Regions from separate parts of the Sus scrofa genome. Here regions 2, 3 and 4 are each linked to region 1. Evidence: chromatin contacts called from public Hi-C and HiChIP or PLAC-seq data. All regions are on one chromosome and are shown on one strand. The core of a region is the stretch at or near the end of the contact, and the rest is flanking DNA. Distances in the headings are between cores, read along the strand shown.

Region 1 (5,796 bases), core at 1,783-4,282:
AAGCTGACGAGGAACCATGAGGTTGCAGGTTCAATCCCTGGCCTCATTCCGTGGATTAAGGATCCGGCGCTGCCATGAGCTATGATATAGGCTGTAGATGAGGCTTGGATCTCATGTTGCTGTGGCTGTGGTATAGGCCAGCAGCCGCAGCTCCCCTTCGACCCCTAGCCTGGGAACCTCCACATGCGTAGGGTGCAGCCCTAAAGAGACAAAAAAATAAAGAGGACACGATAAAGAGCATCACATGCTGCTATTCATCCAAATGAGGACTGAAAATGCATCCCCGGCTTTAGCCTGGTGAAGGTCACTGATGACCTTGAGCAGAGTAGTTTCAGTGAAGTGGGGGGGATGAAAAAGCTGACTGAAATGGGCTTAAAGAGGAGAAAATGGAAGACGCAAGCATAGGCAAGTTTAGGAGGTTTGCTGCAATTGGGAAGGAGCGGACAGGAGTGGGAAGTGAGAAGAGGGAGTATTTAAAAGGTTGGGGTAAGAACCACTTTTCTATGCTGCTCAGGAAAAAATCCTAGAGAGAGAAAAACAGAAAATGAAAAAAAAAAAAAGGGAGAATTACTGAACGATGGCCTAAAGAAAGTGACAAGGAATGGACCTGAGTGGAGGGTGTGGCTTCTGCTAGGAATATGAAGCATTTACTTACTGTAATGGGAAGGAGGCAAGGAATATGATACAGACACAGGTAAGTGGGAAGAAGCAGTGGTGGTAGCTTATACATGTCTCTTTCTTTCTTTCTCTCTCTCTCTTTTGGCTGCACGTGCGGCATATGCAAAGTCCCGGGCCAGGGACCAAGCCCTTGCCACAGCAGTGATCTGAGCCGCTGCAGTGACAATGCCAGATCCTTAACCCACTGAGTGACAAGGACACTCAAAAGTTTTCTAATTCCTTCTACTTTCTCAGCAAAACAGGAAGTTCATCAGCTGAGAGTGAGAGCGGGTCAGAAGATGTTCAAGGAGAAGGTGGCACTGAGTCATCAGGAGACTCCAAGTGGACAGACCAGGGAAATACGGCATGACTGTCGGACAATGTAAACATCCCAGCGAGGTGAGCGATTCTGACTTCAAGGGCTAGAACTCCAATACCACCGCCAATGTCCTATGTGAGCAGCAGGCATCTTGAACTGAAGCCTTTACAAATTTTGTTCACACAACAACTAACTTCTCTTGTTTTGCTTTCAAGCTCACCAAATAAATTTCTTAACTGTGATTGGCTTTCTCACTTAAGTTTCCTTTCAGGAAGGGAATGCCCTGGGCTTCAGAACTTGGAGTATTCTGGTCTCTCCTAAATGAACATGTTTGTGTTTTGGTTTTATATATTAAAAAAAGAAATTCAATGTGTGGATGCATGATTAAGGCAGATGCACTATCATCCTGATTCTAACACTGAGAACGTCCACACCTCCCGAGACTTGGCTTCCAGCAACTCTGGACACTGCCCCGGAGCCTGACCAATAAGATGAACCAATGCAATGCAGCACTGGAATGGGGGACAGGCCAATGAACTCTCTGTTATCTGTTTCTCCAGCTGTGAACAGCTCACAGTCTCCTTAAAGTCCCTTCCCAGCTAAAATTCAATTTTATGAACCCACCTCAAGAAACTCATACTTGCACAGACCAAACAGTTTTGATGAAAAGGGATGGATCAGCAGAAGTTTAGGTGTAGGCTGGAAAGGGAGATGCCAGAAAAGGCTGTATTTCAAAGCCCCAACATCTCTTGCTTGGTTATCGAGGCTTAAACAATTTCCAAATTCGGAGATGAGAACCTGGCACGTCCCAATTTCACCTTTAGGAAACTGCGTCGATTTAAAATTGTGCTTCATATTCTTTCCTTTGAGCTGGGATCCAAGCAGTACCCTGTGAGCATTTCAAAGGCCCCACACGCCAAACCTCAAAACTCAGTTTAACTCACCTCACAACCCCCCGGAAGCGCCTCCCTTTGGGTTCTAGGCGATTGGGAACACGGAGCGAGAGCGTGGGCCTGGGCTGGGGCCCGGGGAGGGGGCAAGGGACTCACATTTGTCAATCAGAGCATCCTCGCATTCTAGGCCGAAGATCTGCAACTCCTCCCGCAAGAGCTGGGCGGACACGGCCATGATGACCCAGGACGGGGGCCGGGGCCGAGCCCACCCAGCTCCGACCTGACGCCAAGAAACCCACGGCCGTGGAGATCGATGAGCAGGACGCGGTTCCTCCGATCCTTTCGCTCTCCGGGGGGCTGAGACCGAAAGTGACCAAATAATCCAAGACCTCAGGCGGTCAGAAAGCCCTGGCCGTCAGTCTCAGAGAAATACTTTTTATTTTCTTTTTTTCCCGAAGCTCCCAAATGCCTGAAGGAAGGGAGCAGAAATCTTGAGAAGTCACTCTTCTAGGGGAGAAGGCCCTACTTCCTAAAAGCCACCGGGGAGCATCTCTGTGACGGGAGAACCGAGCAGGCCGGAAAAACCCGCCAAATGGTTTGCACGGCGCGCGCATGCGCGAGGCCCGCTCAACCCCACCCCTTCGCCTCGACTTCCTTCTCTCTGTTCCCGGACTACGCGCGCGCACGCGCGTCCGAGGGCGCGTGCGCACGAACGCCCGCACGGCGGATCGCGCGTGTGCGCCTGATGGTCGGCCCGCCCTACCGCGGCTGCGCAGTCATCTTTTACTGGGCTCAGAAGAGAGGCGCGGGCGCGCTGTTGCCCGCTCTCACCCGCTCCCTGCATGGAAACCGCGGTTCTGTACCAGTCGCGGATGACTCTTCCGGCCACCGTCTGCTCCGCGAAGCTCTGTGATGTATGCTTGTCACCCTTTTGTCCGTGCCTTCGTGCGCAGGCCGTGGCGTGTACGTGCCTTCAAATGTCTCAAACATTCTGTGTCCAACACGCGGGAGAGGAAAGTCTTGTCCCTGCTCTTGTCTCCCGCGTCATCTCTGCATCATCTCTGCACTCAGCGCGACTTCCTTAGGGAATCTGGTTGCCATGGTTATCATCGCGGCTACCACCAGTAGTCACAGCCACAGTCGTATAGGTCTATTTTCTGGAGCCCAAATCTCCATTGGCTCAGCTTAGATCAAATAACGCTAGGCATCATACTTGGCTAATGGGATGGTAGGTTGGTAGAGTCTCTAGAATAAAGTTCGGCAGTATGATATCAGTTATTAAGATTGTTCATTCTCTTTTGACTTAGCATTTCTTATCCTAAGAAAACCGGCCAGAATCCAAAGTTTTATAAACAAAGATGCTCATTTTGTAATTTACAGTAAAAAATAAAATAAATGGAAACTGAGTATCCGGGGAGGAAAGTACAGGCTATCACTAGAACAGTGATTCTCAAGACCTCACTACATGGGGAGTTCCCATTGTGGCGCAGCTCTAAATGAATCCGACTAGTATCTATGCTGATGAGGTTGGATCCCTGGCCTGGCTCAGTGGGTTGGGGATCTGCCCCCTCTCTCTGTGAGCTGCGCTGTAGGTTGCAGGTGCGGCTCAGATCCCTCGTTGCTCTGGCGTGGGCCAGCAGCTGTAGCTCGGATTCCACCCCCAGCCTGGGAACTCCCATATGGCCAGAGTGCAGCCCTAAAAAGAAAAAAAAAAAGACTGCACTGCAGAGGCCAGAGACACTTAGGGAGCATTTTAGGGCATACGATGAGGGAAGAAAAGCCAGGAAGAGTCCTGTCTTGGCCTCAAACCAACCATGTGAAACAGGGTGTAGTCTGCATGTAAACCACAGTTGGGGGAGGGCTGGAGAGGGAAAACCATCTTAGGCTTCTTTCTTACTGGTAGGTACAAATGGCAGAGGGTGGGAGCAGTTCACCTGGGTACAAGCAATAAAGCATATATTTGTTTTCTATTGCTGTGTAATTATTTACTGTAAATTATTGTGATAATTTAACCCGTAAATTTAGTGGGTTAAAACAGCATTTGTTTTATTTGTCCACAGAGCTGTAGCTCAGAAGTCTGGACACAGCATGTCTGCATTCTCAGTAAGGCTGAAATCAAAGTGTTGGCTAAGTTGCATTCCCACAGAGACACTGTTTTTAAAGGGCTCCTGTTGTTAGGTTAGGACCACTTTCTTTCTTTCTTTCTTTCTTTTTTTTTTTTTTTTTTTGTCTTTTTGCCTTTTCTTGAGCTGCTCCTGTGGCATAGGGAGGTTCCCAGGCTAGGGGTCCAATCGGAGCTGTAGCCACCGGCCTACGCCAGAGCCACAGCAATGCCAGATCCGAGCCGCGTCTGCGACCTACACCACAGCTCAGGGCAATGCCAGATCCTTAACCTACTGAGTGAGGCCAGGGATCCAACCTGCAACCTCATGGTTCCTAGTTAGATTCATTAACCACTGTGCCACAGTGGGAACTCCAGGACCACTTTCTTAAGATCAACTGGTTTGGGAATATAATTACATCTGCAAAATCTCTTTATAGCAGTGTGAAGAGGGCACTGTTCCAGCAGAAAAAGCCATTGACCCCAAAGAGCACAACAAAGAAAAAAACAAAAGAGGAAGTTTTAGGAACAATGGCATGATCTGTTTTGAAATATAGACTGCCTGGAGCTCCCGTCATGGCTCAGTGGTTAATGAATCTGACTAGGAGCCTTGAGGTTGCAGGTTCGATCCCTGGCCTCGCTCAGTGGGTTAAGGATCCGGCGTTGCCGTGAGCTGTGGTGTAGGTTGCAGACTCGGCTCGGATCCTGCATTGCTGTGGCTCTGGTGTGGGCTGGTGGCTACAGCTCTGATTAGACCCCTAGCCTGGGAACCTCCATATGCCACAGGAGCGGCCCTAGAAAAGACAGAAAGCCAAAAAAAAAAACAAAACAAAAAAGGAATGCCTTCAACATTGGGTATAATTTCATTCATAATTACCGAAATATGTCTCAGAGTGGAGAGTTAGCAAGTCATCTGCACTGGTGTGAAGTAGGCTAAGAACAATGCTGCTCACCCGCTTTCCTGTTCTGAATTCGGAGCTGTCTGTAATTATCTGCATACGGGGGGATTATCTGCATCCTTGAGGGATGGGGGAGTCCAGCAACTGGTTCTGAGCTCTTATGGAAAGCTTTCAAGAGCATGTCAAGACCCTCTCTAGAATGTGGGATTGCTTATCATGTGTTGTACTCAGATGACAGGGAAAAAGCTCATTCTACATCCTGTTACAAATGCTTAGTGGCCATTGGATTTCCTCTACAACTTGCAGGTTTCCAGCTTTTGTCCTTTGCCTTTTCTTACCAAGTAAGCAGGAGCTGTTTGTATATCAAAGACCAGGGATTGCAAACTATGGCCCTTAGGCCAAAGTTGACCAGCCACCTGTTTTCATAAGGCCAGTAATAAAGAATAGTTTTTACTTTTTTAAATGGTTGGAAAAAAACTAATTTTCCGGAGTTCCCATCATGGCTCAGCGGTTAATGACCCAGACTAGCATTCATGAGGACACAGGTTGAATCCCTGGCCTTGCTGGGTGGGTTAAGGATCTGATGTTACCATGAGCTGTGAGATAGGCCAGTGGCTATAGCTCCCATTCAACCCCTAGCCTGGGAACCTCCATATGCCACAGGTTCTGCCCTAAAGAGGCAAAAAAACAAAAAAACAAAAAAACAAAAACCCAAAACTAATTTTCCATGATGTGTGGGAATTACAAGAAATGCAAACTTCAGTACCTATAAAGTCTTCTTGGAACACAGCCATGCATATTTGTTGATGAACGGTGTGTGGTTGCCTTTGTGCTACAGAGACAGACTTGAATAGTTGTGACGGAGACCTTGTGTGGCTGTTAAGCCTCAAATATTTACTGTCTGGCTCTTTGCAGAAAATGTTTGCA
Region 2 (5,796 bases), core at 1,225-3,724, 64 kb before region 1:
AGAGAATTTACAAATAGGAAAATTCTTCTCCTAGAAAAAGATGCGAGTCAGAAGAAATGGAGCTAGTAGTCCTGACCTCCTTGCATAACCTCAGCTGTCAGAGACTAGGCACACCATGATCCAGAGAAGCGTCAGAAAGACACCTCTTTCCAGGATGGGCATGGTAAGAGGAGAATGGAAGTCTCTTTTTAAAGGGCAAGTTGTTTAAAACTGCATCAACTGTAGTTGGCTTCTCATTACTAGTACTCAGGAATCAGTGGCTGGTGACCCTCACAATCTCTATAGCTCTTTAAAGAGAAATAAGAAGTCATGCTCTGTTTAAACGGGCAACCCTTCACTCCCAACATCACATGAAAGGGTTAGTAGCCCTATTTACAGGATGAAAGTCTTCCAACATAAAGACAAAGAATCTCATTACATACAATTTGTTTTTTTCTCTCTCTTTTTTGTCTTTTGTCTTTTTAGGGCCACACATGAGGCATATGGAGGTTCTCAGGCTAGGGGTCTAATCAGAGCTACAGCTGCGGCCCACGCCACAGCCATAGCAATGCAGGATCTGAGCCGAGTGTGTGACCTACACCAAGCTCACGGCAGTGCTGGATCCTTAACCCACTGAGAGAGGCCAGGGATCGAACCCGACACCTCACGGTTCCTAGTCAGATTGGTTTCCACTGCACCAAGACGGGAACTCCTCATTACATATAACTCTTAAATGAAGTCTCAACGAATCTTGAGCTCACAGCTAACAGCTAGGCAAGTCTGACATTCCCCCAGTACAGTAACGTTTCCAAGGTAGAAGCTTTGATTCTTTTTCAAGAAGCATGAAGTCTGTGTAGAACCTTCCCTTACAATGGGACAGGGGGAGTCAACAAAGAGAAAGGCAGGGAAACAAAGAACATCTGAGTCAGGCAGGATAACTATATAAATGGTAGATCAACAGCGTCATTTCTAAATTGAGGGAAATGTCAGCTTGAAGAGAGAGCTGGGGAAACTGGAGTGGGCAGATCAGAGAGAAAGATAATAGTGCTGGGAGGAGGGGTGGTTGAAAGAGGCAGCAGGATGGAGCTGAAAGCAAGTTTAAAAACAACAACAACAACAACAAAAAACCCCCACAAGAACAGAAGGAGAAGGCACTTAGCTTAATGGAAGTGGGAAAGCACTGGCAAAGAAAAGGCTCCAGGCAAGAAGAGGCAGAGCGGCACCGCACCCTTAAAAAGGGGCCCTTGGGGGGCTCAGCCCACCACCAAGACAGAGTTCCCAAACCTTTACCTTGTCATCCAATCAAAATCCCAAAGCCCTAACTGGACAACTAGACACCTCTCAATCTTCCTACCCTTGCACCAAGCCAAATTTACGCATTAAAAAGGAGCTTGCTCTATTCGCCCACGGGGCACGGAGCTGCAAAACTCATTCAGATTCTTCCTCACGGAGGGGGCTGGGTTAAATCAAGTCTCCAAGCATCTTTAACTCACAGCTAACGGGATTCTCCATTTACCGAACAACCATGAACTTTAACTTCGCTCGAAATCTGTCAGCCCAAGAGTATTGCATAGCCGGGCAGCCGGGGCGTCCGGGGCTCTGCATCGGTCCAGTGCCCGCTTTTGGTGGCTGGGATTGGCCGGCACAGAGGCCCTCTCCCCTGAAGTTCTTTCCCCTCAGTACCAGCTCTGCAACAAATTCTCCCCCGGAATATTCTTGGCCTTGGGTACCTGACACTCGAGGACCACCCCACCCCCCCGCCCGCCCGCCCGCCCCGGAACGTCACCGAGCTGTTTAGAACAAAACAGCCCAGCGGGGCTTAACGGCGCGAGGGCTGCGGAGCCTGCTCCCCCAGGGCCGGCTGCGGGCGGCCGATGGGGAGGGGTCGGCGGCGGGGCGTTGCGGGGGCTCCGGCCGCTCCCGGGTCCGCCCTCGGCCCGGCTCCACCGGACTGAGGCGTCTCGGGAGCGAATCCGGGACTGTCTTTCGTAGGCGACCAGGGCGCCATACTCTGGAAACCGTCAGCCCGAAGGGAGCGCCCAGACCGCACAGCCCCTCCGGGAGGCTGCCCGTTAGGGGCTCCCGTGTGCCCCCCTCAGGGCCTCCACAAGTTTCCAAAGAAGAGCAACGTCTCCTCCGGAGTCTCGGGTTGTCCTCCCCACTAGGAGTCGCAACATGGCCTTCCCAGGCAAGGCCCTCTCTCCGCCTCGTCCCTTCCCGCACCGCCCCCTACTCCCAGGCCCCTTACAAGACCTCCCGGCCTAGGAGGAAAAGAAAACGGCCACTCACAGCTTCACTACATTTTCCACCACAGCCGCCATCTTCCCGGCTCCTCTACCTCAGGCCGGGAGGCCCGGAGAGCGCAGCGCGCAGGCGCCGGGACCGCACGGGGAACCAGTTTCCTCGTCCTTCTGCGCAGGCGCCGCCCGGGAGCGCGCCCGAGAGCGAGCTGCCGAGAACGAGCTTGCCTGTTGGGGGCCGGGGAGCCGAGGAACTAGTGCGCAGGCGCAATGGAGACCGAGGCCGGGGCGGCGCGAGGCTCCAGCTCTACCTCCGCTTCTGACGTGTAGGGGAGCGGGAGAAGGGAGGGAACGTGTAACATGGTCCAGAAATGAGAAGGTGAGGGCTTGGTGAAAACTGGCAGGCCCGGAGGTGGTGTAGGTGAAGCTTATGCGTCCTGCTACCTCGCAGACCTTTAACCTCGTGGTTAACCCTTTGCCCTCACTTGCTGGCCAGGGGTTGGTGATAGTAGTAGGGCACAGTCCTCTTGAGCTGCCAAACACGTGCCCATTTTAGGGAAAGAAAAAGCAACTCCCAGAACCTGACGTTCTTTGGCCCGAATATTGGACTGTGACAAATTTGCCCCCATTCCTGCCTTCAGCTTTATCGGCGCCCAACTCTTCTCCCCTGCTTCCTGCTCCTAAGCTCATTCCCTCCACTTAGGCGCCGAAGACTATCCCTCTCTCTTGTGTACCATTCATTTCTGCTTCACTGCTGAATCATGCAAATTCGTTTACAAACATGACTTAAAATCCTCTTTTAAAAAAGCTCATGGGGCCGCACCCGCGGCATATGGAGGTTCCCAGGCTAGGGATCTAATCAAGACCTGCAGCCGCTGGCGTAAGCCCTAGCCACAGCAATGCAGGATCCGAGCCTTGACTGTGACCTACACCACAGATCAGGACAGCGCCAGATCCTTAACCCACTGAGCAAGGCCAGGGATGGAACCCGCAACCTCATGGTTCCTAGTCGGATTCTTTTCCGCTGCGCCGCTACGGCAACTCCTAAACTTTTTGAAATAGAGAGAAAATCATTGTATGTAAATGTAATATTAAATATACATATTAAACATTATTATTTAGCTTTACTCCTTTTTAAATATATTCAGATCCCAGTGGGAAACAGGTGCACAAAGAAGACGGTTCATTACAAAGGGGGTGTTAATGAGTGTAGCTGGGTCTGGAGGGACACCTGGGGGGGGACAGTTGCCTGGGGGTGTGTAGTAGCAGAGAAGTTTGCATCATAAGCCCACAGAAATGCAGGAAGAGGCACCAGTGGGAAAAAGGAACTATCAGGGGAGATTGGTGACCTCCAGTGAGGGCATATCCTGGCTGAGGTGCCCTTGCAGGAAGTGAGACTGAGAAATCCCTCACTCTCCCCCTCCTCCCCATCCTCTGATCTCTTGCTGGGCTCCCATTGGCTGAACCCAACCGGAAACCAAAGCCCAAGGGAACCCATAGATGTTCCTCTACCTAGGTCACCTCCTGGGGAGAGGGTAGGGGAGAGAAGGGTGGGAAGTGGATCTGGAGGGACAAATTCAAATGTTTTTAAATGATTTATATCCTCACATATTAATTTTGAAATATTGCCTATGTCAACTATAGCATTTCCTCAAACTATTTTATTTTATTTTTATTTTTATTTTTTTTGTCTTTTTGCCATTTCTTGGGCCCCTCCCGCGGCATATGGAGGTTCCCAGGCTAGGGGTCTAATTGGAGCTGTAGCCGCAAGCCTACGCCAGAGTCACAGCAACGCAGGATCCGAGCCGCGTCTGCGACCTACACCACAGCTCACAGCAACGCCGGATCGTTAACCCACTGAGCAAGGGCAGGGACCGAACCCTCAACCTCATGGTTCCTAGTCGGATTCGTTAACCACTGCGCCACGACCGGAACTCCTCAAACTATTTTACTTGAACTCTCTTCATGCATTAGTTTTGTTTTCATCACTAGAGCCATCTTTGAGTCACCTAATACAGTTTTAAGAAATCTTCACTTTTTAAATAAAGAACTTCTAAATCTTAAAAAAAAAAAAGCTCATGTCTGCCTTTGATTATCAGCTCATTTCTTTTTGCCCTTTCAAAGTAAATATTCTGTTTAATCGCCCCATCTCTTTTTCCTTTTCTTTTATTTTTAGGGCTGCACAGGCAGCATATGGAAGTTGCTGGGTTAGGGGTCAAATCAGAGCTGCAACTGTGGCCAGATGCCACAGCTATACCTGGCAACACCAGATCCCAGCTGCATCTGGGACATACGCTGCAGCTTTTGGCAATGACGGATCCTTTTTTTTTTTTTCTCACTTTTTATTTTATTTTACTGTTTTGTCTTTTTTGGGCTGCACCTGTGGCATAGGGAGTTTCCCAGGCCAGGGGTCGAATCAGAGCTGTAGCCGCTGGCTTACACCACAGCCACAGCCACTCAGGGTCAAAGCCGCATCTGAGACATATGCCATAGCTCACGGCAATCCTGGATCCTTAACTCACTGAGTGAGGCCAGGGATCGAACCTGTGTCCTCATGGATACTAGTCATATTTGTTTCTGCTGAGCCATGACGGGAACTCCTTTTTTTCAACTTTTTAAAGTTGTATTGAAGTATAGTTGATTTACAAGGTTATGGTAATTCCTGCTATGCAGCAAAGTGATTCGTTTGTGCATACACACACATCCATTCTCTTTCAGATTCTTTTCCCACATAAATTATCACAGAATATTGGGTAGAGTTCTCTGTCCTATACAGCAGGTCCCCGTTGGCCAGTCATTCCATATACATCAGTGTGCACATGCCAATCCCAAACCCCAGTCCATCCATCCCCTCTCTCCTGCCCCCGCCCTCCCTCAATGCCGGATCCTTAACCTACTGAGCAAGGCCAGGGATTGAACCCACATCCTCACAGAGACAACATTGGGTCCTTAACCTGCTGATCCACAATGGGAACTCCTGTATTTCCTATCTCTGTCGACTTATTTTTCAAGTCTCTTTCTGCCCTGTTTAATGGGGATTTTGTTTCCACCAATTCATTGAAACAGCTCCCAACAAAGACAGCATGACCTCCATTTCAAGATATTTAGAGATCTCTCTGTCCTTATCAGACTTTACGACACCACTGACCATTCCTTTCTCCCTCCCCCCCTTTTTTTTTCCACACTCATGGCATACAGAAATTCCCAGGCCAGGGATCAAACCCGAGCCGCAGCAGTGTCAACACAGGATCTTTAACCTGCTGCGCCACAAGGGAACTCTGACCATTCCCTTCGTTTTCAAATTCTTCTCTGATCTCTGAGACATGCACTCACCTGGCTGTGTGCCTATCACACTGGCAGTTCCTTCTGCCTCTTCTGCTGACTCTCCATCGTCTGTTTCCGCCCCCTGTAACAGTCAGAGTCCCCAGGGCTTGGTCTTTGGTCCTGATCATATACCTTATCTCATCAATTCTAAGATGCACGTATGCCTCGCCCCTCCCCCCATTTTAACATTTCAGAATCAGGGAACATCTTACCATCCCTGTGCCTTAAAATCACGTTTGGCAGCTCAAGAGTT
Region 3 (5,796 bases), core at 1,746-4,245, 46 kb after region 1:
GGGTTAGGGTCCTGGGGTGGCAGCAGCATCCCCCAGGGGGTCGTGGAGGAAGGGTAGGAGGAAGCTACCCCCGCCCCCCACGTTTGAAAGCTGCTCTTCTGTAATAGAAGCGCACTGGCTGAGACCCAGGCACTGGCAGAACCAGGAAGCAAGAAGCATGGAGTGGAGGAAGTGTGAGGATGAAGAGATGTGTTTCTTCCTGCGTTCTTTTTAATTTTGTTCTTTTTAGGGCTGCACCTGCAGTGTATGGAAGTTCCCAGGCTAGGAGTCGAATCAGAGCTGCAGCTCCCGGCCTATACCACAACTACAGCAATGCCAGATCCAAGCCACATCTACCACCTACACCACAGCTCATGGCAATGATGGATCCTGAACCCACTGAGCGAGGCCAGGGATTGAACCCGTGTCCTTATGTATACTAGTCGGGTCATTACCCCTGAGCCACAACAGGAACTCCTTATCCTGCATTCCTTCACTCAAGGAGTGTTTCTGGTGCCCTCCCAAGACCCTAAAGTCCTAGGCTTGGGGAAAAGCAGAGATTCTGCAAAGACACTGAGGCAGGTGCAGTGTCTCATGAGAAGGACGGGCCCTGAGCCAGATTCTGGTGGAAATGAGGCCTCAAACCAGAACTCACAGGGGGGAGCCCTCGGTGGGGGTGGGGGGCCCAGATGGATTGAGCAGGACCCCAGGGTCAAGTCTTCATTGAACTGGTCATGTTGGGGAGGCGAGAGTGGGGCGGGGGCTGTTACACCTCAGAGGGGTCCGGGGCCAGGAAAGCAGGGCCAGAGCACTGAGCCATTTGTGAGACTAGATGTCCAGAGCCGGAGCCCCAGCTTGGCCAGGCGGGCAGCACGTCCTGTCCCCACACCCCGCGATATACCCAGTCCTTCCTTCCTTCTGTTACACGGATGTCCACTGACCACCTCCAAGTGTCAGGCCTGAGCTGGAGGCTGGTGACAAACCAGACACTGTGGATAAGAAAGGCTGGATGTGTCATAACATGGGGTGACCGGGGCTGTGATAGGATCTGGGTCTGCCGTCCGAGAGGGACCCCCAGAACTGAACAGTGAGAGGAGGGGCTGCGGGGAGGGGAGAGAGAAGGGAAGAAAGGGAAAAGACGACAGAGGGTCGAGGGGGCCGGGGAGCCGACTCCTCAGGCTGGTGTGAGATGCGTTCCCCCCGCGTCTCGCCATCCTCATGGGCCTGGGAGCTGTGGCTCATCCACAGTGGGATGCAGCCTGGATGTGGGCAGGTGACAGGTACAGAATCATGTGTACCAGTCATTTTATACAAATATGCCAGCATTTGTATAGCAAAGGTGGGGCAGAGCATATACACACATTTGCTTGGATTGTATAAAATCATAAAGTCTCTCTGTAAGATACATAGAAACCAGGCTGCTTCCAGAAATTACTGGAGTGAGAGACGGGGAACGCTTCCTGCACATTTTCTTGTACCTTCCAGAATTTTTATTTATTTATTTATTTTTTTTTAGCGCTGCACCTGCTGCATATGGAGGTTCCCAGGCTAGGGGTCGAATCAGAGCTGCATTTGCTGGCCTAGGCCACAGCCAAAGCAACGCCAGATCGGAGCCGTGGCTGTGACCTTCACCACAGCTTGCGGCAACACCAGATCCTTAACCCAATGAATGAAGCTAGGGATCAAACCCGCATCCTTGTGGATACAAGTCGGGTTCGTAACCCACTGTGCCACAATGGGGACTCCCTTCTGGAATTTTGAACCCTGTGAACGTATCATATGTATTATCTCTTTTTAAAATACATGGATACACTTTAATAAAGAAAAATTAAGAAGCTCAGGAGACTGGGACCCTCACCCCCGAAGGCTCACCTGTCCGCAAGGCTGCCAAACACAGCAGCGCCCACCAGCACCCCGGTCATGTAGATGGACTGAGCCAGGTCGCGGAGGGTGCGGGCCTCGCACACCAGATCCCACTGCAGGGGTGGGAGGGATGCTCCAGTCTTGACCTCTGGCGGCAGCACCCACCCCCACCCCAGACCACCCCAACACCCCGGCCCCCTCTCACCTCCGTCACAATGGTGGATGGGAAAACGCTGCGGTCGTAGACCCAGCCGTCGTGGCAGCCCTCCGTGGCCGCCCCGTGGACAGAGGCGTTGGGGCTCAGAAGTGCCCACTGAGGCTTTGTGAAGCGCCGGCACGGCTCGGGGGCCCCAAGCCGGTCCAGGGGTACCGTGGCCCTCAGCCAGGCCCCTGAGTCATTGTCGGTGGCCACCGTGTGGTTGGCGGGACTTTGGCAGTGGTGGCGGGGCACGGCGGCCGTGAAGTTTTGCAGGAAGTTGTGGCAGGCCAGCAGGCAGCAGGGCAGCAGCAGCAGGGCAGTGTAGACCAGCTGGAAGCGACCCACGCCACCCAGGGCGTCCAGCAGGTCTGTGAAGGCCATGGCCACGGACCTGACCGGAGGCTCAGCCTGCAGAGCCTTATGTAAAGGGGCTGGGACGGGGCCCTGGGAGGTGGAGGATCAGGCCGGGGTTAGGACCGCAGACGCCCCGTGTCTGAGTCCGGCAACTCAGAGGGGTCCGGTTACACCTCGCAGGTGGCCTCGGGCGTCCCCATGCCTGCAGGGCGTCCCCTCCTGCCAGGCGCTTTCTCCTGCCTTCTCTCACTCTCACCTCCCAGGGGTCCCAGAGGGCCACCCCGAAGCCCCCTGCCCATGGCCCTCTCGGCGGGGACCCCAGCGCCATCTCATCCTCCCAGCTTCTCTGGAGGCCACAGTGAGGAACTCCAAGAGGCCACCTCCAGCTTGCCTGTCACTGGGCTCCACCGAGGCCAGAGTCTTAAATACTTGGTCACCTGTGGCGGGGGACCAGCAATTATAGCTCCTTGCCTCTCCCCACACTTCCCAGGAAGTTGGGGGCCCGCACAGGAGACACTTGGGAAAAAGTCCTTAAAAAAGGACCAAACAGGAGTTCCCGCCATGGTGCAGCGGAAAATGAATCCAACTAGGAACCATGAGATTGCGGGTTCGATCCCTGGCCTTGCTCAGTGGGTTAAGGATCCGGCGTTGCCATGAGCTGTGGTGCAGGTTGCAGATGCAGCTCAGATCCCGAGTTGCTGTGGCTGTGGTGGAGGCCGGCAGCTACAGCTCCGATTTGACCCCTAGCCTGGGAACCTCCATATGCTGTGGGTGCGGCCCTCAGAAGACCAAAAAAAAAAGGCCCAAATATATAGCTCTGGGGACTATATCTAGTCACTTAGGATGGAGCATAATGTGTGAAAAAAAGAATGTATACGTGTATGTGTGACTGGGTCACTTGCTGGACAGTAGAAAAAGGACAGAACACAGTAAACCAGCTATGATGGAAAAAATAAAAATCACTAAATTCCAAAAAAAAAAAATAAAGGCCCAAATAGGGCAACCACCGCCACCTGCACTCAGGCGGGGGGCCTGTGGGGAGTTGGGGTGTCTGCTCATCCAGACCCACAGTGTTCCCGCCCTCGCATCAGATAACCCAGTACAGAGAACTGGGCGGGTGGGGCCCCGTGCACCTGCCCCCTTCTCTGCCACCCCCATCCCCCAGTCCCTCTCACAAACCAGCCCAGGCTCCCCCGGAAGCGAGGGGCCACTCCCCTTACTGAGGAGGCTGCTGAGGGCCAGTAGGACCTGGCCCAGGGACTCCCAGAGACAGAAGGCAGGCTCAGGACTGCCTGAGGCTCTGCGCTTCTAGCTGTCAAGGGCGGCCCTCACCTGGGCTCCAACAGCCTTTGCCCTGCAGATGCTGCCCCAGGTTGTGGCTCACCCCTCCCCGCACTGTCCCACCCCCACCTCTACCCCCACCTCAACCTACTCTTATCTCTGGTAAGAACAGCTGGGACCCCAAGGGCCTGGAGCAGCTTACATAAGCTGCAGGTGCCTGGGTCACAGGGGCAACTCCCCTCCCCACCCCAGAAGACTTAAAGGAGGCTCTGTGTCCTGGGGAGCTGCCTGGGGGTCAGGTTTGAGTTAAGTAGGGGTTTGGGTTTCAGCCAGCGCCTCACGGGGAAGGAAGGGGGTCAGGCCTCCAAGGCTTAGAGGACTGGGGCGTGTGGGACCTCAGCAGGGCGGCCCTGTCCCTGCAGGGGGGTCCCATCCCACCCCCAACTCCCAGATGCCCAGGACTCCAGCTGGGGTTTGAGCCTCCAGGCAGTGAAGAAGGGGAGGAGGGTGGGGCAGGGCAGCATCTGCAGGGCAAGGCTTGCTGTGCCCTCCTGGGTCCTAGGTTTAGGCAGAAACACACTCCAGAGACAAAGGTGGGGCCTTTTCCTTTATTATTTGGGGCTTCTCTGCATGGAAACATGAGATGTCCCCACAACCCCGCCACGTCCGGGTGCCTCTGGCACCCTCACAACTGATAATCAGTCCCCACAGAGTCCCCTTTAAAATCACCAATATAAAAAAGGAAGGGGGGGGCCAGGAAGCCTGGCCACCTCCCAGGCCAGGCCACCCCTGGTTGGCAGGTGGGGACAGGGCTGGGGGGCAGAGAGGGGCATCGGCTTTTGCACAGGAAGGAACAGGCGTTCCCAGCCCCCAGGGAGGGGCTCTGCACGTCTAGACCGCAGACTGTGCAGAGCTAGTGGTTATCGTGTAAAGTCTGCAGGTGAGGCCGCGGGCGGGGCTGGATGGGTGGCCCCTGGAGGTGGAGGAGGGGTGAGGACACATCAGGATGTCAGAGGCCTGGGGCTGTCAGTCTTCCCGAAGCCCCAGAAGCCCCATCCTAGGCAGGAACAAGCAAAAGCTGCCTTCCTAGTGCGGCGGCCAGAGGGGCTGGGGGAGTCCATCTGAGCCCGCGGCCAGTGGAGGCAGGGAGGGCCACACAGCTCTGCCCAGAGCGAATGAACCACGGCGGTGGGAGATGAGGGGACAGGAGGACGAGGCCACCTCCTGCTCCCAGGAAGGCACTTGCAGCTGGTGTGGCCTGGTGTGGCATGGCGGGAAGGCATGGCTTGGCAGACGAGGGCAGAAGAGCACAGCAAGGGGCCCGAGCCCCACCTCATGCAAACATGGTCAGCTGCAACCACTGCGGGCCAGAGAGGGCGGAGAGAGGGGTCAGCCCGGGGCAGCTCACGTCCTGCCTCTCAGAGCCAAGGCTCGGGAGCCGCCGTCTCCTCGCCCCTCTGAGGGCAGGAAGGAGAGGCAGTCTCCTGCGGGTTGGGGGTGCACTCTCTCACCTCCTCTCCCCGGGAGCCCAGCCCTCCCTCCTGCCCCCCTTCCCAGAACCCAGACATCCCTTGAAGGACTCAGGTGGCCGCAGGCTCTGGCCCAGAGAGGTTAAGAAAACTCCTTTGCCTCTGAGCACCCACCCTCCCCATCCAGCCAGAGGACAAGCCCACCTTAAACAAGTCAAAGGTCACAACTCCATCCAGATCTGTGTCCAGAGTCTTGAAAAATCCTGTGTTCGGAAAACGACGATGGGGCTGAGAACGCAGCGGGACAGCACCTCCTGCCTCCTCCAGCCCCTCCCCTCGGCACCCCAAGCTCTCGCAGCACCCTTACAGCCGGGGGCGGGGGGTGGGGGCAGCTCTTCCTGCTGCCTGAGAGCCCCCCTCCAGAGGGCCCTCCCCAACTCCCTGTCTCAGACACTCAGCCCGCCTGGACCCCCACGCAGAGACCCCGGCCCCTCTGGCACGCGCCGCAGGGCGGGCCTGTGGTTCCCACATGCTCCAGGGGGATGAGACAGGCACGGGGTTGGAGGGGACGCTGACAGGGACACTCACGGAACATGGTCTCCAGCCGCACCAGGCAGCACACGAAGTTGTCGAAGTCCACGGCCAGGTCGG
Region 4 (5,796 bases), core at 2,413-4,912, 46 kb before region 1:
TTTTTTTTGGCCACAGAGTGCAGCGGCTTCATGCGGGATCTCAGTTCCCAGACCTGAGATCAAACCTGGGCCATAGTGGTGAAAGCATCTCATCCTAACCACTAGACCACCAGAGAACTCCCTGTAAACTCCAAGTCTTAATAAGAAGCAGGTATTATTATTATTATTGTCATTATTATTTCTTGGCTGCATCCGTGACAGAGTGGGCCAGGGTTCGAATTCCAGCTGCGCTTGTGACCTATGCCATAGCTATGGCAGTGCCAGATCTGCTGTACAGTGGGAAATCCAGAAGCATGCATTATTTATGAGCGCATGTTATTCACGGAATCAGAAAAAAATAAAGATATTTTTAATGTGGAAAAAATAAATACACTCTGGAGGGGTGTCATATGGGTTTAACAGAAAAAGGAAGTGAGGCAAGCACTCCCTCTGGTTCCCATGGTGGGGGATTGGCCCCATAGTAGAATCAGAGCACAAAAGGCAAAGAAACTTGTCCAAGGTCACCCAGCAGGTGTCCAGGTGAGCCCACCTACCCCAGGGGGCTGGGGCTGAGCAGGTGGGAAGTGGCTGGGGAAAGGTGGAGCAGGAGAGGGGAGGCCTCTGCTAGTTCCTCTGCCCCATCCTTCATTCTGAGCAGTGAGAGGGGTGGGCAGGAGGGAGCAGGAAGGAGGATGCAGGAGAGGCAGAGTCCCAGCTGCTCTCCCTCTCCCACCCCAGCCCAGACCCTCACTCAGGAAACCCCACCCCAGGACCAGACATCCCGGGTCAGTCATGCTGAACCACAGAGACCAGACATCTTGCCCCTCCCAGAGCACCTGCAGCTTAACAGGAAACAAAAGAATGAGTCTCCGGTGGCAGAATTCCAGCTAAGTTTGGAAGGAGCTGGGGAAGGTGGGGGGAGGCCAGGAGTGCTCTGAGGTCTTGGAATCCCATCATTCATTTATCTAACAGATAATTATCTGTGTCCCCCACGCCAGGTCTAGGGGCCTATCTGGCCCCTTGGCAGGCGAGGAGTCCTGGGCTAGCTTTTCTTTCCTTTCTACTCCCGGAGAGGGCGGCTGAGTGGTGGGATTTGCCCAGAACTTGGGCCAGGCCTTCCCCCCCTCCATCCTACAAGGGCGCCAAGACAGCCTGAGTGTTTCCACAACAGATCTGGCGTCCCTGACAGCTCCCTCGCTCTGAGCCAGATGTACCCACCCAATTCCAGATGTGGAGAGCACTGAGGCTGGGGGGAAGGGTTGGGCCCCTGTCAACCACCAGGGGAGAGCTGGGAATTGCAATCATCAAGCCCCAAGGATTCAATTCGGATTTAGCAACCACCAGACCCCAGGCTGCAGCTCCCCTAGTATGGTTTCCATCATAACGCTCCCAGACACAGCATAGTGGGTGCAATTATTGGCCTCTGCAGAGGCAGAAGCTGAATCTCAGAGACATTAAGTAACTTTATTAATGTCATCCAGCTAGTAAGAGGAAGAGTGGGCATTGATACCTAGCTAGGTCCCAATGGCTCTGATACAGTGAGCCATGCCAACATCTGCAAGCTGCACGGGGAGCAGGAGAGAAAAAGGCTCCCAGCTGGGCCGGGGCCGCTGGATCCCTGGCCACCACCATTTAACTCCTACCTCTTGGCCGCCCCCTCTCTCAACTTGCTAGCATGCAGAGAAATGGGAATGAGGTCTCTGTCAGGACAAGGCTTAGTGAGAGGGGTGTTGGGACAGGTGGCTCCCTGCAGCTTTGGGAGGAGCAGAAGGGAGCCATCCCAGCTTTGTGGGCTTGTTCTGGAAGGATCCCTGGGCCTCCTTTAGAGAAAATGACTTCCTGAAGGTAGAGCCTCTCCTTTCACAAAGAATGTTAGGCCACTCCCCACCAGGGATGCCAATAAAGCCAACCTCTGACCTTCAAATCAGGAGACTGACCTTGAATCTATCTCTACCTAGGACTCGCTCTAACCTTGGGCAAGACCCTTCCTCTCCGGGCCTCACCTTCCTCATCTATGAAATGGGATGACAATAAAGCCAACACCAGGGACCCTACTGTCATACTGCAAGTGAGAGAGAGCCCCGATGGGCGACAGACAGGGTTAGCGGGTCACTGTCAGCCCCGTTATTTATCCAGCAAATAGCTGTAGGGCTTCCTCAAGTATTTTGGTTCTCTGGGGACAGCGCTCCAAACAAGACCGAAAATGAACAGCCCCTGGGCGGAAGGGTCGGTCGGCGCTGAGTCTCCCCTGCTGGCCACGAGGTCTCCCAGCGTCCCTAGGCGGAGCGGTTCTCGGGTCCGTGGCCACTAGGTGGCGCGCGCGCGCGCTCCCTCTACTGCCCCGCGTCCGGGAGGAGACCCTTTGCGCACCGGGGTCCCCAGCGCTTCTAGCGCTCCCGGCAAGCTCCCTCCCAAGGAGCTGCACATTCGCTAACCAGGTGCGGATAGTCCGCGGGATCTTCTTCTCTTGGGAGCGCCCTAGTCTCACAACCAGACAATAGGGGAGAAAAGGAGCGATCAGGGACGCTGCCCGGGTATCCAAACTCAGGGAGGAGCCTCCCCCGTGCTTTCCAGCTTGGGCGATGTCCGAGTGTCCGCTCGGCGCGGGGCCAGAGCTCGGACATGCGGCCCACGCCCCTGGCTTCCGCGGGTCGGGCTCCTCAGCCCCAGCTCGGGTTCCGGAGCCGACCCCTCCCCGCCCTCTTTCTCCCGCGCAGCCCAGCTCAGCCCGGATTCGTTTCAGGACACTCGCGGCTAAGGCTAAAGATAGGAGGACACCTCACCATTGGCTAAAAATACGACCCCAAGCTGGGCTGCGGGAGGGCATTCCCGGGTCCTGGGGGTGGGGCGGGGGCTCTGGCGCAGCGTGGAGGGCGGATCCAGGAGTTCGTGTTCGGGATGCGCAGCGCCCCGCAGGCCGAGGGGGGCGCGGGCGTGGCTGCCAGGACCGAGGCTCGGGTGAGAAACACCTTGGAGCCCGAGGCACTGGGGTAAGGACCTTGTGGAGGTAAGTCGGGGGCTGGGGCGCGAGCTGCGATAGGGCGCCTCAGGATGGGCCTCTCGAGTGACCCTCCAGGAGCGCGGTCGGACTACACAGTCCCCACCTGAACTCACCTGGAGGCGCGCAGGCGGCGGACGGGTGGGCGGCAAAATCTCCGGAGCTGGACCGTGCGGCGATGGGACCGACTAGGGCTGTGAACTTACAGTGCGCACCGTGGCCCCTGAAGCCCCGCCCCCTATCCGTGGAGCCAATGCGGGGGCCGCAGCAATCAGGTCCCGCCCACAGCCCCGCCCCACTCCGGGGCGAGCCTGGGCTCCCACTTGGGAGGCGCGGCGCTGGGGTCCAACAGCCACGCCCGCCCGGGCGTCCGGTCCAAACTCTGACGGCTGCGAGCCAGACTGCGTCCGATGCCCGGACTGGATTCCTCGAACTCCGGCTGTGCGGGTCGGAGCTAAAACTATCGGTTCTGGGAGGGCAGCAGCTGGAAGACTGAATTCTGCAGAATTCACAGAGCGTCCTTGGACGAGTTCCCTCCCTGGAGGGCTGGGTCGGGGAGGCGCCCGCACAGTGTCTTCAGTGACTCCTAAAGAAATAAATGAGGCCTCGAAGGCACTCACGTTAAAATATTACAAACTTCCAAGAGCTTTCAGGAGTTTTGCCCCTCCCTGGAAAAGGGGGCATTGCGGGTGGACCTGCAGAGTGGCCTGGCCACACCCATATTTGTCAACCGGCTAGATGGCTTCCGGGGCGGGGGTGGGACCCACACTTGGACTCATTACAACGTTGGTTGATTGGCTGGAAGGTTGGTTGGTTCATTTATTCATTCATTCGTTACTAGAAACATTTACTGGAAGGCAGGCCCTACCCAGGCAGGCTGAAGGGAACTCAGCCCTTGCCCGGTTCAGCGATTGAGCAGATACTTTGGGGGCATCCATTAAGTGTCAGACACTGTTCTTGTCGCTGGGGATTCAGCCCCTCTGGTCTGGGACCTACTGTCCAATGAAGGGAGATGGAGGAAGCCCCGGTCCCCAAGTACACAGTGATACTCTGCCAGGTGAGCAAGTGCTAGGAAGAGCGGGTGACAGCTGTGACAGTACACTGCGACCAGGATGGTACATCCTGTACGTGTGGGAGGGGCTCTTAGGGAGAGAGGGTCAGGAAGGCATCCTGAAGGAGGAAGGATGCTGGGGGTGGGGGTGGGGGTCAGCCAAGTTGGGGGGGAGGAAAAGATCAGGAGAAAGGGAGTCAGGTAGGCAGAGTGATAGCCCCCCCCCAGAGATGTCCCGGTCCTAGTCTCTGGGACCTGTAAATACAGAGTTTTGTTACATAGAAAATAATAACTGAGGTTGCCCATGCAATTACAGTTACAAATCAACTGACTTTACTTTCTTTATTTACTTTTTTCGGCCATACTCTAGGCATATGGAAGTTCCCTGCCAGGGGTCAAATTGGAGCTGCCATAGTCAATGCCAGATCCTTAAACCACTGTGCCCCAGTGGGAACTCCTCAACTGGCTCTAAACTAGAGAGTTTTTTTTTTCCCCCTTTTCTAGGGCCGATTCCCACGGCACATGGAGGTTCCCAGGCTAGGAGTTGAATCAGAGCTGTAGCCACCAGCCTACGCCAGAGCCACAGCAATGTAGGACCCGAGCCGCATCTGTGACCTACACCACAGCACATGGCAACACCAGATCCCTAACCCACTGAGCAAGGCCAGGGATTGAACCCGCAACCTCATGGTTCCTAGTCGGATTCGTTAACCACTGTGCCATGGCAGGAACTCCTAAACTAGAGAGATTATCCTGAACTGTCTGAACGGGCCCAGTGTAATAACAATGGTCCTTAAAGGTAGAAGAGGGAGGCAGGAGAGTCAAAAAAAGAGATGTCCTGGAGTTCCCGTTGTGGCGCAGTGGTTAACGAATCCGACTAGGAACCATGAGGTTGCGGGTTTGGTCCCTGCCCTTGCTCAGTGCGTTAATGATCCGGCGTTGCCGTGAGCTGTGGTGTAGGTTGCAGACGCGGCTCGGATCCCTCGTTGCTGTGGCTCTGGCGTAGGCTGGTGGCTACAGCTCCGATTCAACCCCTAGCCTGGGAACCTCCATATGCCGCGGGAGCGGCCCAAGAAATAGCAACAACAACAACAACAATGACAAAAGACCAAAAAAAAAAAAAAAAAAAAAAGAAAAAAGAGATGTCCTGTCTTTGAAGGTGGAGGAAGGGGCCACAAACAAAGGAATGCGGGCAGCCTCTAGAAGCTGGAAAAGACCAGGAAACAGACTCTGCCCTAGAGCCTCCAGAAGGAACACAGCCCTGCTGACTTCTTGATTTTAGATTCAGGTTGGACTCCCAACCCACAGAGCTGTAAGTTAATACATTTGTATTGTTTTAAGCTGCCAAGTTTGTGGTGATTTTCTACAGCAGCAGCAGAAAACGAATACAGAGAAGTTTCAGATTTTTTTTTTTTTCCTTTTCTAGGGCCGCTCCCACGGCATGTGGAGGCTCCCAGGCTAGGGGTGTAATTGGAGCTGTAGCCACCGGCCTCGGCCAGAGCCACAGCAACATGGGATCTGAGCCGCGTCTGTGACCTACCCTACAGCTCACAGCAACACCGGATCCTGAACCCACTGAGCAAGGCCAGGGATCGAACCCACAACCTCATCATTTCTAGACAGATCCGTGAACCACTGAGCCATGACAGGAACTCCGGAAAGTTTCAGATTTTAACCTTGAACCTTCCTGGCCCCTCCTTCAACTCAGTCACGTGTATTCTTTTTTTGGTTTTGAGGGTATCTTCTGCAGCATCTGGAAGTTCCCAGG

What was found. A called contact is a pair of places that touch in the nucleus more often than the background predicts. HiChIP or PLAC-seq counts read pairs in DNA pulled down with a chosen protein or histone mark.
Region 2: an H3K27ac HiChIP or PLAC-seq map of alveolar macrophages shows a contact between it and region 1. The contact joins the promoter of DPF2 here to the promoter of POLA2 in region 1. A contact is called at or near these places in 3 of 5 promoter capture datasets (fetal liver, fetal skeletal muscle and liver), 12 of 47 Hi-C or Micro-C datasets (adipose tissue, alveolar macrophages, epiblast stem cells and 9 more) and 2 of 2 datasets of contacts at active chromatin or transcription factors (alveolar macrophages and skeletal muscle).
Region 3: a contact with region 1 is called in a Hi-C map of epiblast stem cells, with 1.7 times the contacts expected there. The contact joins the promoter of SLC22A20 here to the promoter of POLA2 in region 1. A contact is called at or near these places in 1 of 5 promoter capture datasets (liver), 26 of 47 Hi-C or Micro-C datasets (adipose tissue, alveolar macrophages, blood and 12 more) and 2 of 2 datasets of contacts at active chromatin or transcription factors (alveolar macrophages and skeletal muscle).
Region 4: a Hi-C map of retroperitoneal adipose tissue shows a contact between it and region 1, with 2.4 times the contacts expected there. The contact joins the promoter of CDC42EP2 here to the promoter of POLA2 in region 1. A contact is called at or near these places in 3 of 5 promoter capture datasets (fetal liver, fetal skeletal muscle and liver), 22 of 47 Hi-C or Micro-C datasets (adipose tissue, alveolar macrophages, brain and 12 more) and 2 of 2 datasets of contacts at active chromatin or transcription factors (alveolar macrophages and skeletal muscle).

Annotation. Positions count from the first base shown.
Region 1 is chr2:6,947,257-6,953,052 of Sscrofa11.1, forward strand. It overlaps POLA2 (DNA polymerase alpha subunit B), which reads right to left and starts at 3,033. Exons shown (of 18, transcript XM_013994111.2): 1 at 2,026-3,033. The coding sequence starts at 2,104.
Region 2 is chr2:6,884,074-6,889,869 of Sscrofa11.1, forward strand. It overlaps DPF2 (zinc finger protein ubi-d4), which reads right to left and starts at 2,475. Exons shown (of 11, transcript XM_003122537.5): 1 at 2,269-2,475. The coding sequence starts at 2,300.
Region 3 is chr2:6,993,244-6,999,039 of Sscrofa11.1, forward strand. SLC22A20 (solute carrier family 22 member 20) reads right to left here and starts at 2,996. Exons shown (of 10, transcript XM_003122540.3): 1 at 2,048-2,996; 2 at 1,852-1,955. The coding sequence starts at 2,422. It overlaps CAPN1 (calpain 1), which reads right to left. Exons shown (of 22, transcript NM_001348784.1): 20 at 5,734-5,796; 21 at 5,350-5,408; 22 at 4,270-5,036. The coding sequence ends at 5,010.
Region 4 is chr2:6,900,378-6,906,173 of Sscrofa11.1, forward strand. CDC42EP2 (cdc42 effector protein 2) reads right to left here and starts at 3,663. Exons shown (of 2, transcript XM_003122538.5): 1 at 3,094-3,663.